Linked DNA regions of Zea mays: region 2 is linked to region 1. The links are chromatin contacts, called in public Hi-C maps. All regions are on one chromosome and are shown on one strand. The core of a region is the stretch at or near the end of the contact, and the rest is flanking DNA. Distances in the headings are between cores, read along the strand shown.

Region 1 (7,520 bases), core at 1,504-4,003:
GAACAGAGCGGGCAACACAAAACTCCTAGAGTTACAATCTAATTGTGCCTTGACTCAGTGGCGACGGCGTGTGTAGCAGTGGCACACCTCGACCCTTTTCTCAATCTAACTTTATCTTGTGCTTAGAAGAAGAACTAGGAAAAAATATAGTGATAGTTTTATTTTGGTCGCCATATTTATATGAAAAATTGCATTTTTGAAATTTACAATAATGCTATGAATGAACGACTGAATTGAACCTGTGCATGGTGGATTTACAATCCACTGCTTTGATCCACTTGGCTACATTCGCCCCTTACTCAGCTAAAAGATTTTCTCTTTTTTCATTCATTATTATTCTATTTATTCTGACCTTCGTACCTCGATCGAGATAGAGGATATATGATGCCACTCTTTAAAATGAAAAAAGGAGTAATCAACTGTGACAAGATCCAATCATATAAACTGTGTTACCATCCCATGAACTTTAGATATAATATTAAATTGTAATTATAGCTTATTTAATATGGACTTTTAGAATTATTAAATATTATAACACATAGCTTATAAAAGAATTATATGACGAATCGAAGCTAATCAATAAACAAGAGATAAAACTTAATCACAAATTACACATGAGTAGATAAACTTGTATCATATAACAAGTGTAATTACAACAATAGTTTGGAGTGCAAACCACACAAGGAAAGATATGACATAATATTTATCCCTAGGATTTAGTTGCTTATCGATAATCTATGTCCTTATTATGGGGAGTTTAAACTAGATGATTTATAAGCTAATTGGCCATTGTAAGAATCATTTTAGAGAGGCACTCATGAGCCACTATTCCACTATACTTGCTCTTTGTAAATTTTCTATGGGGAATAAGCACAAAAGCACCTGACAAGAATGATCCGAGCTAGCTACAATATCTATCAACCGCTCAATGCTCCCACAAACTCCAAGTTGTCTAGGTGACAACAATCATCAAGTAATAGGTGTGTAACCAGTCTAAATCACTCAACTAGTGTCACAAGATATAAAAATACCGCCATGAAGATACAATACTGAACCCATTTGCTGCCATGCACTAGTTTTTAGGTTTTTCCATGAGAACTATGGGCCTGCTTGACAGGGCTCCAGCTCCTCTAAAAATGGCTCTGGTTATGGCTCCACTACAGGAGCAAATACTCCACAGGTTCTAGTGTCTTCTTAACAAATCGTTTGGCAAAACGACTCCTCCTGTATTTTTTGTTTGATATATATATGGCAAATGTCCATAGTACCTCTATGTAGCCTTTTGCATGAACACCTCATGCATGTATATACAAATAATGCATAAACAATTTATGGCCATGATAAATTATAAAAATTGATGACCAATAGCCTGGCTGAGGCATGGGGGTGGCGGATGTCGACGCGAGGCCACGACAGGGGCGCTGGGCAGGGAGGCAACGATGGGCGTGCACCAACGATGTCGGGGGCCGGGCGGCTAGCGCTAGGTGGAGAGGCAATGTCACATGCGGGGTGACGAACGCTGGATCGGGCGCGTGAGGGACTGGACTAGGAGCAGGGTGAGGAGCCGTACAGACCCAGTTTTTTTAGCTCCGACTTCTCCCCCAATGTGGCTCCAATTTCTGAATGCTCTTTGTTAGGAGCTGTTTTTGGCACCGTTTGGGAGGACGTCTGCCGAAATCGGAGACAGTTTGAGAGCCCTCCTAAACAGGTTCTATATTGCTATTACTGAGCTTTCTGTTGTGAAGCAATTATATATCACCATTCTTATAAATATGGTATTTGATTCAATTTGAGAAATATCTTAGTCCATTATATTCACTTTTTAGCTTTTTGTTTGGTTTGTGAAATGGAATGACTTCATCCATCGTTATCTCATTCCTTAATAGTTAATATACTCGTAAACGAAATAAAATCATTTCGTCAAATTTGAGAAGAAGAAAAAATGATCTCGAGATTGACCGCATCTCACGATTCACCGTCTCATTTAGAACGTATGAAGTCATTTCTCAAATCAAATACCGTATAAGTATGTGTACTGCAACAGAATACGAAGTGCTACATTCCTGACTCCACCATCATATTGGGTCGGGCATGCACAGAAGCATGCTCTCCATATTTCTTCATGAATCTTGGACGCGATTGCATGCATCTTCGATCTTCCCCCACATGCACGGCCACACCACACATGTGTGCTACACGTACACCACCACGTAGTGAAACGGATGCTACCCTCATCGAACATTGTGTGTTGCAAAGGTTTCCATCCTTGTCCTGTGGATCTGCCCATGCATGTGGCTGCAATGCACAGCCTTATCTTGCTGAAATCTGCCCATGAGCCAACAAAACACAAGCTGATGGGGTCAGTCAATATAAATTCCCTTCTTTTTTTTGCCGGAAAATCTAAGCTGGAATTTATCTGTATCACGAAAAATCATAGCACATGATTGTATATATAGTATGATAACGCAAGGGTGAGATCATGACATTACTGTGAGTACTACATGGTTTTCATATGTCTCTCATAATTAGTTGAGAAAAACTTCATGCATGGGCACAACTCTTTACAGCATGTCCTCTAAACATTACCGTTTTCAAGATTTTTAAAATGGAAGCACTTCACGCGTGTTTAAAACCCCTACAAAATTGTAAACGATCCAATATGTAAACCCAGTTTGTTTTTCTTTTCATGAGCATGAGTGAATTAGGGCTGAATGGGCCTCTACATTAAGCCACTCTGAACCTCGTCCAAAAACTTCCGTGTTAAAGCCCATGTTTCAGCCCACCATGGGCTCCTCCCGACAGGCCGAAAGTTGTGTAGCAAGTATAAATAATATTTTTCTTTTTATTCCAAAAGCGTGCAAAACTGTGAACAACTGTAGTACATTGAGACAGATAAATCACAATCACATGACAAGGGAACGAAAAAAATGGTCAGGTTTAGGATTAAGGCCATTTTTGTTTACTATCTAGATTATATAATCTAGATTAAATAAATTGAGATGTAAATAAACAACATAAATTATTAGGTGGATTATATAATTTAGATACCTAGATTATTATGATAATCCATAAGCAGGTCTTATATAATACATAAGCTAGATTATATAATCCTGGAAGGAAATAAACAGTCTCTAAGCATGGTAGGTTTATCTGTACGGCTGATTACACAGCATTACAACAATGTTGCACAAAAGGGCAGGGCATGAAAGAAAAAAGAAAAGGTGTTACACAAGCACAACATGTCTTTTCTGCAAGGTATTTGAGTATTACAGCTCTCTTGATGTTATACGGTCATCTCATTGTAGAGACTACTATCGCTGCAAAGGTGTGGCGGAACCGCCCGAATTATTCCAACTTAAGTGCCTAAGTCCCGCCTTAGAGGCTAGACCACACTTAAATAGTAATAAACCGTCAGTCTCTCGGATCTAGTCCGATAAAGCCACTTAACCAGGATCGAATACCACTAGCTCACTCGAAGATGAGGCACAGAGAAATACAATAAAACATAATACCACAAATTTAATAAGTATCATTAGTGATTACATTATCGGAGTTTCAGAAATAATAACCATAAATTTAATGCAGCGGAAATAACTAACGGAGAAAACCGAGTATGGCAAAGCCTGGCCACGCTACTCCTCCTGGTCCTCTCCTGCGGAAGCAATAACCCACTCGACCATCTATCCCGGTGGCAGGGATGAAGGCCAAGTCACACCATCAACCAATCATCCTAAGGAGTACCTGCAAAAATTGTGCCACAAGCAAGGTTGAGTATACTAATACTCAGCTAGACTTACCCGGTGTGAGGAGTCTACTCCTCTACCTCTAAACATGCAGTTGTTTGGCCGAGGGGTTTGGTTTGCCAAAAGCACTAGTTGAGTCTAAAATCAAGTTTTAGCTTTTCAAGTTATAGTATGATCCTCTTTACTAGATGTGCACCTAGCTATTCATACATGGTATCAAACATTTTATCAATCAACATCTTTTGCCAGTAATCTCATTTCCACTTATTACTCAATGCAGTACAATGGATCAAGCAGTCTCATTAGCTGCGAGAAGCAGACGATTCGAATCGAGTTTTTATCCTTGCAAGGTAAACCTAAACACACGACGTGGCGAGGCACTCCGTCCCCACACACATCAACCGTCCCCATCGATTCCCCGTCAGCAGATCAGGGCTCACCGCCTTGGCGTACAATGCCTCACTGACCCCGACTGCCGTCGTGCAGTGACCGCACTTGTACCCATCGTAACCGGAATGGGAGACCACGTCTCAGGTCACGTGAGGGGATATGTCCACTTCCAGGTTCACTCAGGTACTAGGCTTACCAATTTACCATATTTCTCGGCATGTGTTTAGTACGTTCAAACGCTTGACACAGGTATCCGCACGTTAATCCTTATTCCAATTTTCATCTCGTAGACCACGCGTCCCCATGGACCCGTGTCCACAGACCATCACCATTCTGTTATCAAATTGGATACAACCAATTCCTGACCTCGCACGAGTGCTAGAAAAATCACTCGACTTCTACCGAGATCCTTAATTAATAAAGCAGCTACTCGACCTAGCATACTAGTATCCATCACAAAAGGAATCCTGAGTTCATGCAACTAGGGTTTCAGGCAACTCCTATACTTAAGTGCACAGTACAGGCCTACAAACATTAAGTGTAGTAAAATAGCATATATAAACGGTTATGTATAAAACCGGGGCTTGCCTTTAATTTAACACTCAGATAGTGTTTGCTGGGGGAGGTACTCGCTTGGCGAGCATCCACTGGTTATGTCCATCCTTCCTTGGATCGTCCACCGACTGCATCTTGTGGGTGGCACCACATCACTTGCACGATCATCCTCTCTCGGTCCTAAATGAGATGCAAGATGCATATGTATGAATATAATGAAATAGCACAAGATACTTTAAGTACATGTTAGCGAACTAACATTATGTTGCAAGACACTGTAAACGACCAGTTTGTAAAATGATTCCAGGTTTAATCAAATCAAACATTACAGTTTTTGAAATCTGTTCTGACAGAGGACAGAACACAACAACCAGTTTGTAAAATTCATAACTCTTAAACTATCAGTCCGATGGTTATGAAATTTTAACACAAGCAAGATCAGAAAAGCATCTACAACTTTCTTATAACGACCATGAACAGATTGCAACATTAAATTGAGCAAACAATGCAGTTTCGGAAATCTGTACAGAATTTGGACAGATTCAGTTACTGAATTCGTAAAAAGCATAACTCCTAAACGGTCAGACTTATGGCTGTCAAATTTTAACACCAGAAAGATAATAAAATTGTCTACCACTTTACTATAGCACATATCTACAGAAAACACAATTTAGTTTATCAAACATACAGCACAACTAAAATAGTGCGTGCAGTCCAAAACAACAATCAATAAATTTCGGCTCCTATATAATTCAAGAATCGCCGCGTTCGAGAGACTTGAATTATTCTAACGCTTTACTATTTATTCGAGTTAAGACAATCAATTAGAACCAACAAGTTGACTTGCAAATTTTATTCAAGTCATTTAGTGCACTAAAATTACTACAACCAATTAACAACACATTCTCTACGATAATCACCCAACAATTTGCGTTTTAAATTAGACATCACATGAGCACTACTACTCTTTACCCGCGACCAAAACCATACACATTTAGACTACAATAAGCAAATCATCGTGACTACGAGCTTAACCAAGTCATCTAAAATTCGGCTAACTAGCGCAACAACATAGGCCGCTATACATCCTACACGTCGGCTTGCCTCTTATCATCGCAATCCGAGACAACACATATATAACAAACACTTAACAAAATCGACTCCTATTTAACATGAGTTGGCTAATCACAGTAGAAGACCTAGCGAACCATTTTAGATATCGTAACTCAAGAACATGGGTTGGAGCCGATTGATCAGTGTTTCTCAACCATTGCTCAACTTGAATTAGTTAACACACAAGTCACCTAAATAGCATATTTTTGGGGTCTATCGTGGAGGCATTTACACATGGCGTAAAACTCCATAAGACTACATTTGCTACTGACATCAACAATACCTACCGACCTATTATTCACCATACGAACGCAGTTACACGCCGCCTACTAGTTTTTAACATAATCCTCATATAGCTCGGAATTCCAACTACTCACTAACATTAAATCACGCACGACCACTACCACATCGACCGGTTAATTTATTTGGACACCGCCTAGCGTACCACTAGTACCCCGCATTTTGACTCGACATATAAACATAGAGGAAGCGATGACTACTTCGGCATGTCACCACCTCTCTATTTAAGCAAAGACAATTTCCACCTACAACGATTGAACATCCCCATCGAGCACACCTTATTTTACTATGTCTTGCATACAACCATATTGTGGCGTGCCCTCGAGACACTACCGATTAACTTAACGCAATTACCACTACAATGCACTTCGATATACACGTTCGACATCACGGTGCTTCGACAAACCCACACTTCTAATCTACTTATCACATCCAACCAACACCACATGCCCACTGCACTCTTATGACCAATTTTTAGCGCAAATATTTATAACAACTATCGACTAGACGAGTGAACCACCAAACTGATTATTTGCACATCTCATCTTCAAACAATAACATGTCGCATAATTTATATTTTCAATCTACTCTAACCTACACCAACGATGAATACATAAAATATAATTATATTAGACTAACTCATTAGCCGACTACGGAAGTCACCGAGCATGCTTTAGGCTTTATTTAAATTTGCCGCGCGAACACAATATTTTACGACGAGCATTTTAACAATCAATTAATACATCTGCGACCAATTCCTATGACGTACAAAATAACTATCGCAGCCACACATATTCAACATCAATATACACCATATTTGTATGCATGCCATCAATCGAAACACATCAATAGTAAATCATAAATCTATCAACCTGTCAAACTCGGATTCGGGTTGCACATGCGTCCGCGGTTTAGGGGCTTCACCGAAATAGGCATCGCGCGCGGCTCCGCGGCAACGCCTAGCTGCGATTAACATCACTCAGTGGTTCAACAGTTTTACCGCGCACAAAAAAATGACAGCAGTAAGGGCAGCAAGGAATCTCACCGAGGACTTACGGCGTCGCGAATGGGGCTGCGCAGCGAGCACGAGAGCGACGACACGCGACGAGGGGAGTGGAGATCGAACGGGAGGGCTGCTGCAGCGCACGGCTTGCTGCGCATTTTGTCGAACAGCCGGCGGGCACCATGACAAACAGCGAGGAAGGGGGCTCGCTGCTGGAATTTCTGGGCGTCCATGGGAGGAGCTAGCAGGGGGAAACGCCAGGGCAGCGGAGAGCGCGCTCAACAGGCCGACGGCGCTCTGCGCGATGGTTTATGGCTGGGGCGAGCAGGGAAGGGAGGGAGCTGAGTTGAGCTTCCTGCTGCTGCGCGTGGAAGAAAACAGGGAGCGCCCATGGAGGAGCAGGACCCCGGGCTGGG
Region 2 (7,520 bases), core at 1,970-4,469, 210 kb before region 1:
AAGTACTATTTCCGTTATTTATTTTGAGCAATGTGTGATGATGTCCAACTATGTAATCGTTGTGTACGTGAGTTTATGATCTTGGCACGTACATAGTTCGCATTCGGTTTGCCTTCCAAAACCGGGTGTGACATTGCCACATTATTAACTTGATTGTTAAGAGATGTCTGAAAAGTTTGCAGCCATATCTTGAAGATTTTAGAACTGAAATAACATTCTTCAATTCTTCGAATCAATGCATTGCTTCTTATTAACAATATTACCTAAGTGGTTGTGTACGTACTCGTAAGTTCGGAGTAGACATGGATGTTAGATGGAATTCAACTTTTCTTATGCTTAAGCATCTAGTTCCCTATCAAACAACTTTTTCTGTTTGGATCAAAACCAACCATGCTTGCAAAAGTGATGGTTCTTTTTTACTGACTAAAAATCATTGGTGTATTGCAGAAAAGTTGTTGTCTTTTCTTCAATTATTCTACGATTGTACTGTGGCTCTGTCTGGTGATTATTACCCTACTTCACCCTTAATGTTGCATCATATTCTAAAAATTGCTAGACATATTAATGCATATGAGAATCATGGACTGTTAAGAAATATTGTTGTTCAAATGAAATCAAAGTTTCTAAAATATTGGAGAGAAATACCTAGTCTCTTTGCATTTGATTTCATTCTTGATCCTAGAGCTAAGGTGAGAGGGTTTCATAAAGTTCTCTAGAGGTTATCTTCTCTAAATGGTACTGATTATAGTAGATATCCATCATCTATTCATACCAAACTAACTAAATTGTTTCAGATTTATGAAAATAAATTTGGTGGAGCTTGTTTGAGTACTCAACCAGTTCTATGTACTGGTTCTGGTAAGGCAACAGAGGCTTGGGATGATATATATGGTGATGATGAAACTTACAGTGTTGGTTCGGCTAGTGGTAGTGTATCTGGTGCTGGTGCAGCTACACTTGGTATGGGTAGTGTCGGTGTTTGGATCCCTGCACCTAATCAACCAGTCAAATAGCGCCACGTGCCCCAGACCCAGATGGTGATGCGAGTTGACACAAGCAGTTTATCCTAGTTTAGGCTACGAAAGGCCCTACTTTCAGCAGAGGGGGATGATGCTTATATTACTTGCACCAAATTGCTCGCAGTAGGGGTTACAAGCACAGTGGGAGAGGGGAGGACCCCAAGTCCTAGGAAGTGATTGAGGCAAGTGCCAATACCATGTGGAGGAGAAGACTGATGAAGTATTCACCCGCCGTGTGTCTTATGTCACTCCTAAAGTCGTGGACTATCCTTTTTATAGGCCCAGGGAGAGTTGCCTCGTAGACTGGAGCTGTCTACATACTGTGAAGGGGTGTCTTCATACCTTGTAGACAGTATGGGCTTGTACTTTGTCGTTGACTTGTGCTTGCTTGTTTTCTGTTGAGAGCCGAGGCCGAGGCGGAGGGCTCGGTCACGTACCCAAGCCCCCTGGCATGGGGTTGCCCATACCGTAGTGGTCGACACAGTGCCCGTCATGGGAAAAAGCATGTTGTGGGATGTGTCAGCTCCACTGTTTCTGATGACATTGGGAATGTCCTCTATCACAGATATCGAGGGAAGAACCGAGCTCGGACGAGGCGGAGGTCCGTCTGAGGTTGCGACCAAGCCTTGTCTTGAGATCTGATGACACGTGCCACAATCGACGGAGTGGCCTTCCACAGGATTCACGGGTGAGGCGGAGTTAGCCCCGAGGCTGAGTTCTGCGTTGGGCAAGGCAGAACTTGTGTCCGCGGTGTGGTCCGCATCCTGTCGTATTACGCATCCCATCAGGGGCTGTCAGATGGCGTGCGCACGCGTAATGATGTTGGTGAATCTTTTGACAAGACCGTGATCCTATTGAAAGATTCACCTGTGGCCCGGCGTGAGGTAGGTGTGCGCATTTAATGCGGTTGTCTCCCAACGGCCCTCGGGCATGCTTTGTCTTTATCGCCTGAGGCGGGCTCGGACGAGGCGGACATGGCTGCCCTAGGGTGAGGGAGCCTCTGCCGGGACAGAGATTCTCCCGAGCTTACTTCCTGTCCGAGATAGGGCTTGGGCGAGGCGGAGTTTTGGGAAGACCCTTGAGGGGGATCTCGGGCGAGGCGGAGTTTTGGTTCATTGTTCTCGGAGGACGTACCTTGACGGAGTCCTTAGGATTTTAAGCGCGTTTTAGTGGCGTAATCTGGGTACCCCTAATTATCGTACCCGACAGGTAGTTCATCTTCTCTATCGAGCTCTCTTCTTACCTTTATAGTGACAATGAGACTAAGTTTGGTCCAGATTTCAACATTCTTAGTTGGTTGTAGCGACATAATCAGACTTACCCAATTCTTTCTATACTTGCTAGAGATATTATGACTGTCCCTGTGTCTACTATATCTTCATAATCCACTTTCAGTCTACCTAGCAGGGTGCTCGAGGAGCGGCGACGACGGCTGACAATGGATATGGTGGAGGTGTTCTCATGCATAAAAGACTAGGAATAGGCTGACCAACACAAGCAACATACTGTGGAGAAGGAAACCAAGGAGCTTGAATCAGCTTTTGAAGTTATGTACCTAGAGCAACAAGTATCACCAGGGAGCAAGGGAATGGAGGGAGGATCTGCAATAAGTAGCATTAAGAAGGACAAGGCACTTGTTCCTGAACAAGTAGGGAGGAGGAAGGAACCATTACCAGAAAGTTGTAGAGCCAGACAAGCTTGAAATGCTTCTGGTTTTATATCTATTTATGTTGTTTTGTAATACCTATGGACATGGACTGTGAACTGGACTATGAACTTTATAAGGAGCTGGCTATACTCTTTTCCTTTCTTGGGTTTTCTCACGAGGTATGAGTTTTTACCTAAGAAGGTTTTTAATGAGGCAGCATTGCACTAAGGCTCGAAATTAATTATCTAATTGGCTAATTGTCTTGTTCTGTGATGGTTACTTGGCTTTTAAATGTTGAGATGACTGTCTTATGTAGTTATGTGTACAATGTAATTATGTGATTTATGTGTAAATGCCTTATGTGTACAATGAAATTCTGAGATGTCTTATGTGTATAATTATATGATTTTCCATGTCTTAAGTGTAATTCCGTGATTTATGTAATTCTGTGCATTTGGCTCTCTTTTGATGGCCCGGGCCCGGCACAACACTGCCGGGCTAACCGTGCTCCTGGCCCCGGCTCAACCCGCGAGATTGTTGACGTGCCAGGTCTAGGTAGCCAATGTAGCCTGTGCCAGCCCGGCCCAGCACAGTGGCATAGCCGTGCCATGCCTGTACATGGTGTAGTCGGTCCTGGTCGATGCGTATTGCGACTGGTATATGAGTTGCTGCTGTTGTGAGGTGACCATGGACACGACGACAGCTTCGTCCACAAAGTGAGTGGCCTCGATGGTAGTGGCTAAGGCAAAACTTTGGTCCCGAGTTCAATATCCAAAACTTCGGAAATACTATAGTTATGAAGGTATTGTACTATTTAAAACCGTAGTATGCAAAACCCAACCAAACACCCGATGGCTGATAATACCTCGGTTTTTCTCGGATACCACATTATTTTATCAGAACCGCAAAAAATATTTCGGTGTCAAACAGGCCCTAAGAAATGAAAAGAGGCTAAATATCGTTCGTTGACTCAAATAGATCATATCCTTGCTGTTATGGCTGATTGTCATCACCTAGATGGTTCAAAGTTCGTGTGATCATTAAGCGGCGGCTATTGGAGATGGCGTTTGTGCTCGTGCTCGATCTCATGGATGTTTTTGACACAGGGGTATTAGCATGTGTTGTTGCGCAACAGCTGGAGTTGGGTAGCAGGTCGCGCTCTTACCATGCATGAGACTTGTCACTTTTGGTACTAGCTGCCTGTATTTCCATCGTTACTAGCTAGCTTGTGCCTTTTCTGTTTATTGGAGCTAGCCTGCTGGTGGCTTAATTAGACGACAATCAGTATGTAATTAAAGACACTTTTTTAATAAATTGCAACAACGGAGAAAGGGAGTTAATAATGATTGCCCTTTTGGAAACACAGTTGCCACAAAGTTGGATTTGACGTGGTAGGTAGGTACCAACAAGGCTAAAAAATTCGTTACAAGGTTCTTCTCAACCCGTACGCGGCGGATGGTACTGCTACTGCTACCGACCCACTGGACTGGTCTAATTTTGATTGAATACGGTAGACATGCTAGTGCATAGCATGCACGTTTTTCAACATGGTACATGAACTAGGTCATATAGTTGTTAATCTAGATGGTTTGCATATAGACGATATGTATAGTAGATTGGATCTAATTTTGTTTCGTTTATAGTATCATTGAGATAGATGAGGTAGTTATGGATATAGTCGTACAACTTATTTTTCCCTACCGGTTGGAATCACCATCAGGGCATAAGATCAATTCACTTTCCCTCTGACCACCCGCACAATTTGCCAACCAACTAGAGTGTGTGTATCTTTCGGGTCGCGAAAGGGCTTGATTAATTATAAAGTTGCATGCGCGTGCGTTTGGTATAGCCAAGGACAAATAAGTCGCACATTATGTACTAGATTTGGTGTTTGAATAGAATAGTACGTGAGCACCACTTGCATTGTCATCGTGGAGACACCATTCGTCGTCTAGTAGCTAAATCATACTTACATTCTCCACCGTAGAGTCGTGAATACCATATTCAAGAAGTAATCAAGATCCATAAGAACGCTTATAGTCCTTTAGGTAAAAGCCCATTAGTAAGGGTCCATAATAGGCTGACATGCTTAAGAGATCATCGTATAGCTGCTGCCTCTCTTTCTAGGATTACGCGCGCACACCGGTATCACAACATTTCATCCCCCACACATATGGATACCTTGGATACGTTGTTTTGTTGCGGCGTTAATCTACAACGAACTTGAGCATGACAGATGAACACGAGGACGTTCAGCTACTTCCACTACATCGACGTATTCTTCCGCGACACTGCACGCCTAGTAATAACAACCCATAATTGTCTACTCGTATGCTATCTTGGCTCAACGTGGTAGATATGCTAGTATGTAGCATATACGTTTTTCCAATAGTGGTATCGAAGTTAGGTCATGCATAATTGTTTATCTAGATGATTTGTATATAGGTGATATGTATAGTAGATTGGATCTAGTTTTACTTTAGTTATAACATGGATTGAGATAGATGAGGTAGGTATCAGTATAGTCGCATAATTTCTTTGCCCCTACCAGCTAGAATCACCATCGATATATAAGATCAGTTCGTTTTCCCTCTTTACTACTCACACAACTTGCCACTACCGACTAGAATCACCAACTAGGCTAACAGTGTGTATCTTTTAGGTTGGAAAAGACAACAAATTCAAGTTGGACGTACTGTTATCATTCTACCTCATGCGATTGTCAATATGATTGACAAAGAAAATAGAGGCAATTGGAATATCTAAAAATCAACTTGATTTGATCAGTATGATGAGATTTTCATAGCGATTTCTTTGGTTTGACCACTATATGTCATTGTAGGGAAGACGATTGCAAAATATGCAGTGGAAGAATATTTTGTTAAATCGTTTCATGAAAGCTTAAAGTAAATATAGTGCTAAACCTTGCTTTTTATTTTGTTGTAGTGATGACACCTAATTCTCCTACTGGTTTTAATTTCTGACTGATTCTTGACAAAGAAAAACTCACTAGAACAAATTGAAATGATTAGTATTGTAACTTGAGAGTTATTCTCTACAAAAAAATAAGGAGTATGTTCTTAAGACTCTGTATCTTGATGAGCCAATGGAGAATGCAAGTGATGCTGACCGAAGTGGTTATGAGATGCACACGAATAACTCCTTAGATGTTAGTTGCCTCAAGCTGTGATACCCAATTTTCTGAAAAGAAGTTAAATTTCTTTTCCCTCCTCTTTCGTGCTCTGTGCCATTGGGGTTTGGAGTTCTAGGAGGTGCATATCTCAGAGAAACGGTAGATTTTTGGCATTCTTTCGCTGGGGCCGAGAGCTTAGAGGAGAGTTTGGGTTGTGGGCCGTTGATTTCGCATCCTATGGATTGGAGGCCCCCTCTCCTCTCTAACTCTAACCGCCCCTCTCACCCCCACTCCCTTGTAGCCCCCACTCCCTTGCAGCCGACCCCCTATCTCCCATCTTCTCCATCTCTTTGCAGCCGACCATCTCTTCCTCTCCCTCTCCCACTCATTTGCAGCCGCCGCCCCCTCCTCCCCATCAAACCCTAGCCGTCCTCACCATTTCCTCCTCTCCAAGGTGTAGCCACCTCTTCCCCCTTAGATCCGTCTTGAGTTGGTGCAAGTCTCCATTGGAAGTTTTGTGGGAGGAAGAAGAAAGGGGTGAAGGAGGAATTCAAGGTGATCTTGTGTTTTTATTTTGTAATTGTGCTGCAATTTCTTTTAGTTATCCATTCTCCTAGGCGAATTGGTAGTGGTGCTGTCCTGATTTTTGGTGGCGGGCGGACATCAGTAGTGTTGGCAGTTTCTGAGATTTTTGCGGGGACGATTAGCTGTAATCACTATGAAATTCATGTAGAGATTTATCATATCTTTCCATAGATTACTTATGCGTTCAATTCGATGTAATGTTCTAGAAGATATCACATTTTGAACTCAGCTAGGTTGCTGTCCAAAAAACAGAATGCAGGATGTACTTTATCAGCTATTTCGGGCCATCGAGATGTTGGAATTTAATTATCTTTTGAATACAAAACTTGTGTGGGATTTTATGTAGATATTTCTGGAGTTTTTGTTTGATATTATTGCTGTTATAATTTTAAAGTTATGAAATTAACAAGCAGCGCTGCTGCAGTTTGGTGGGTGGCGGGGAGAGGTGTTGTTCGCGATGGGTTGGGATTGTGCGTAGGTACGGTGTTGATTATTAGCGATTGTTATGTGAATGTGTGCACTAAGTTTTATGCCAAATAGTTGGTGGACCTCCGGATCGTACTTAGTACCATTCCAAATTCCCGGTGAAGGCAAGTAAATGCAATGGTGGTTTATACCGTTCGATTGTGTTTGGTGCCCTGCTTTTGAATTTATATAAGTATCGACTGTGTTCGTTATTGAATTCCATTATAAGAATTGTTGTTCGAATTATTCATGCTTTAACGTTTTAAAAATATTGAGGCCATTGATTCGAGATGATTATAGGAGGTTGATTCCTATTTTTTATGAAGTTGAAATATCTATTTAACGCGTGTTAAATGATGTGGAATTATGTTGGCTTGTCATGCATAGTGCATCCATCAGTTTTTTTATTTGTGCATTGAAGTTATGTCGCGATCATATGGTCCGATCGTACCGGTACAATAAGCATAGTACGTTGCCCGAGGAGGGGTACGATGCAACTTCATATCCCTAGAGATATGAAGGCAGAAGTCATTATTGCATTTGTAGTCATATGCACTCATGAGGAATATGTGGAACATGTCATTGATATGTTATTATTGTGAATCTCCTCTTTGTGATTTGGGAACTAGGTGTTTGTACATTGTATTCTTGCTGCACTCTAATATTTAAG

The links. A called contact is a pair of places that touch in the nucleus more often than the background predicts.
Region 2: a contact with region 1 is called in a Hi-C map of leaf, with 5 times the contacts expected there. The contact joins two enhancer-like sites. A contact is called at or near these places in 3 of 25 Hi-C or Micro-C datasets (ear, leaf and tassel).

Annotation. Positions count from the first base shown.
Region 1 is chr2:113,025,393-113,032,912 of Zm-B73-REFERENCE-NAM-5.0, forward strand. No RefSeq gene overlaps it. Among protein-coding and RNA genes, the nearest start is that of LOC118476345, 57 kb to the right of the region's middle. Within about 2 kb of position 2,754, at least 12 of the 20 cell types and tissues checked have an H3K27ac peak or open chromatin away from gene starts, as enhancers often do. A contact at or near this core is called in ear, leaf and tassel, where this site is marked.
Region 2 is chr2:112,819,337-112,826,856 of Zm-B73-REFERENCE-NAM-5.0, forward strand. No RefSeq gene overlaps it. Among protein-coding and RNA genes, the nearest start is that of LOC100281162, 58 kb to the left of the region's middle. Within about 2 kb of position 3,220, at least 14 of the 20 cell types and tissues checked have an H3K27ac peak or open chromatin away from gene starts, as enhancers often do. A contact at or near this core is called in ear, leaf and tassel, where this site is marked.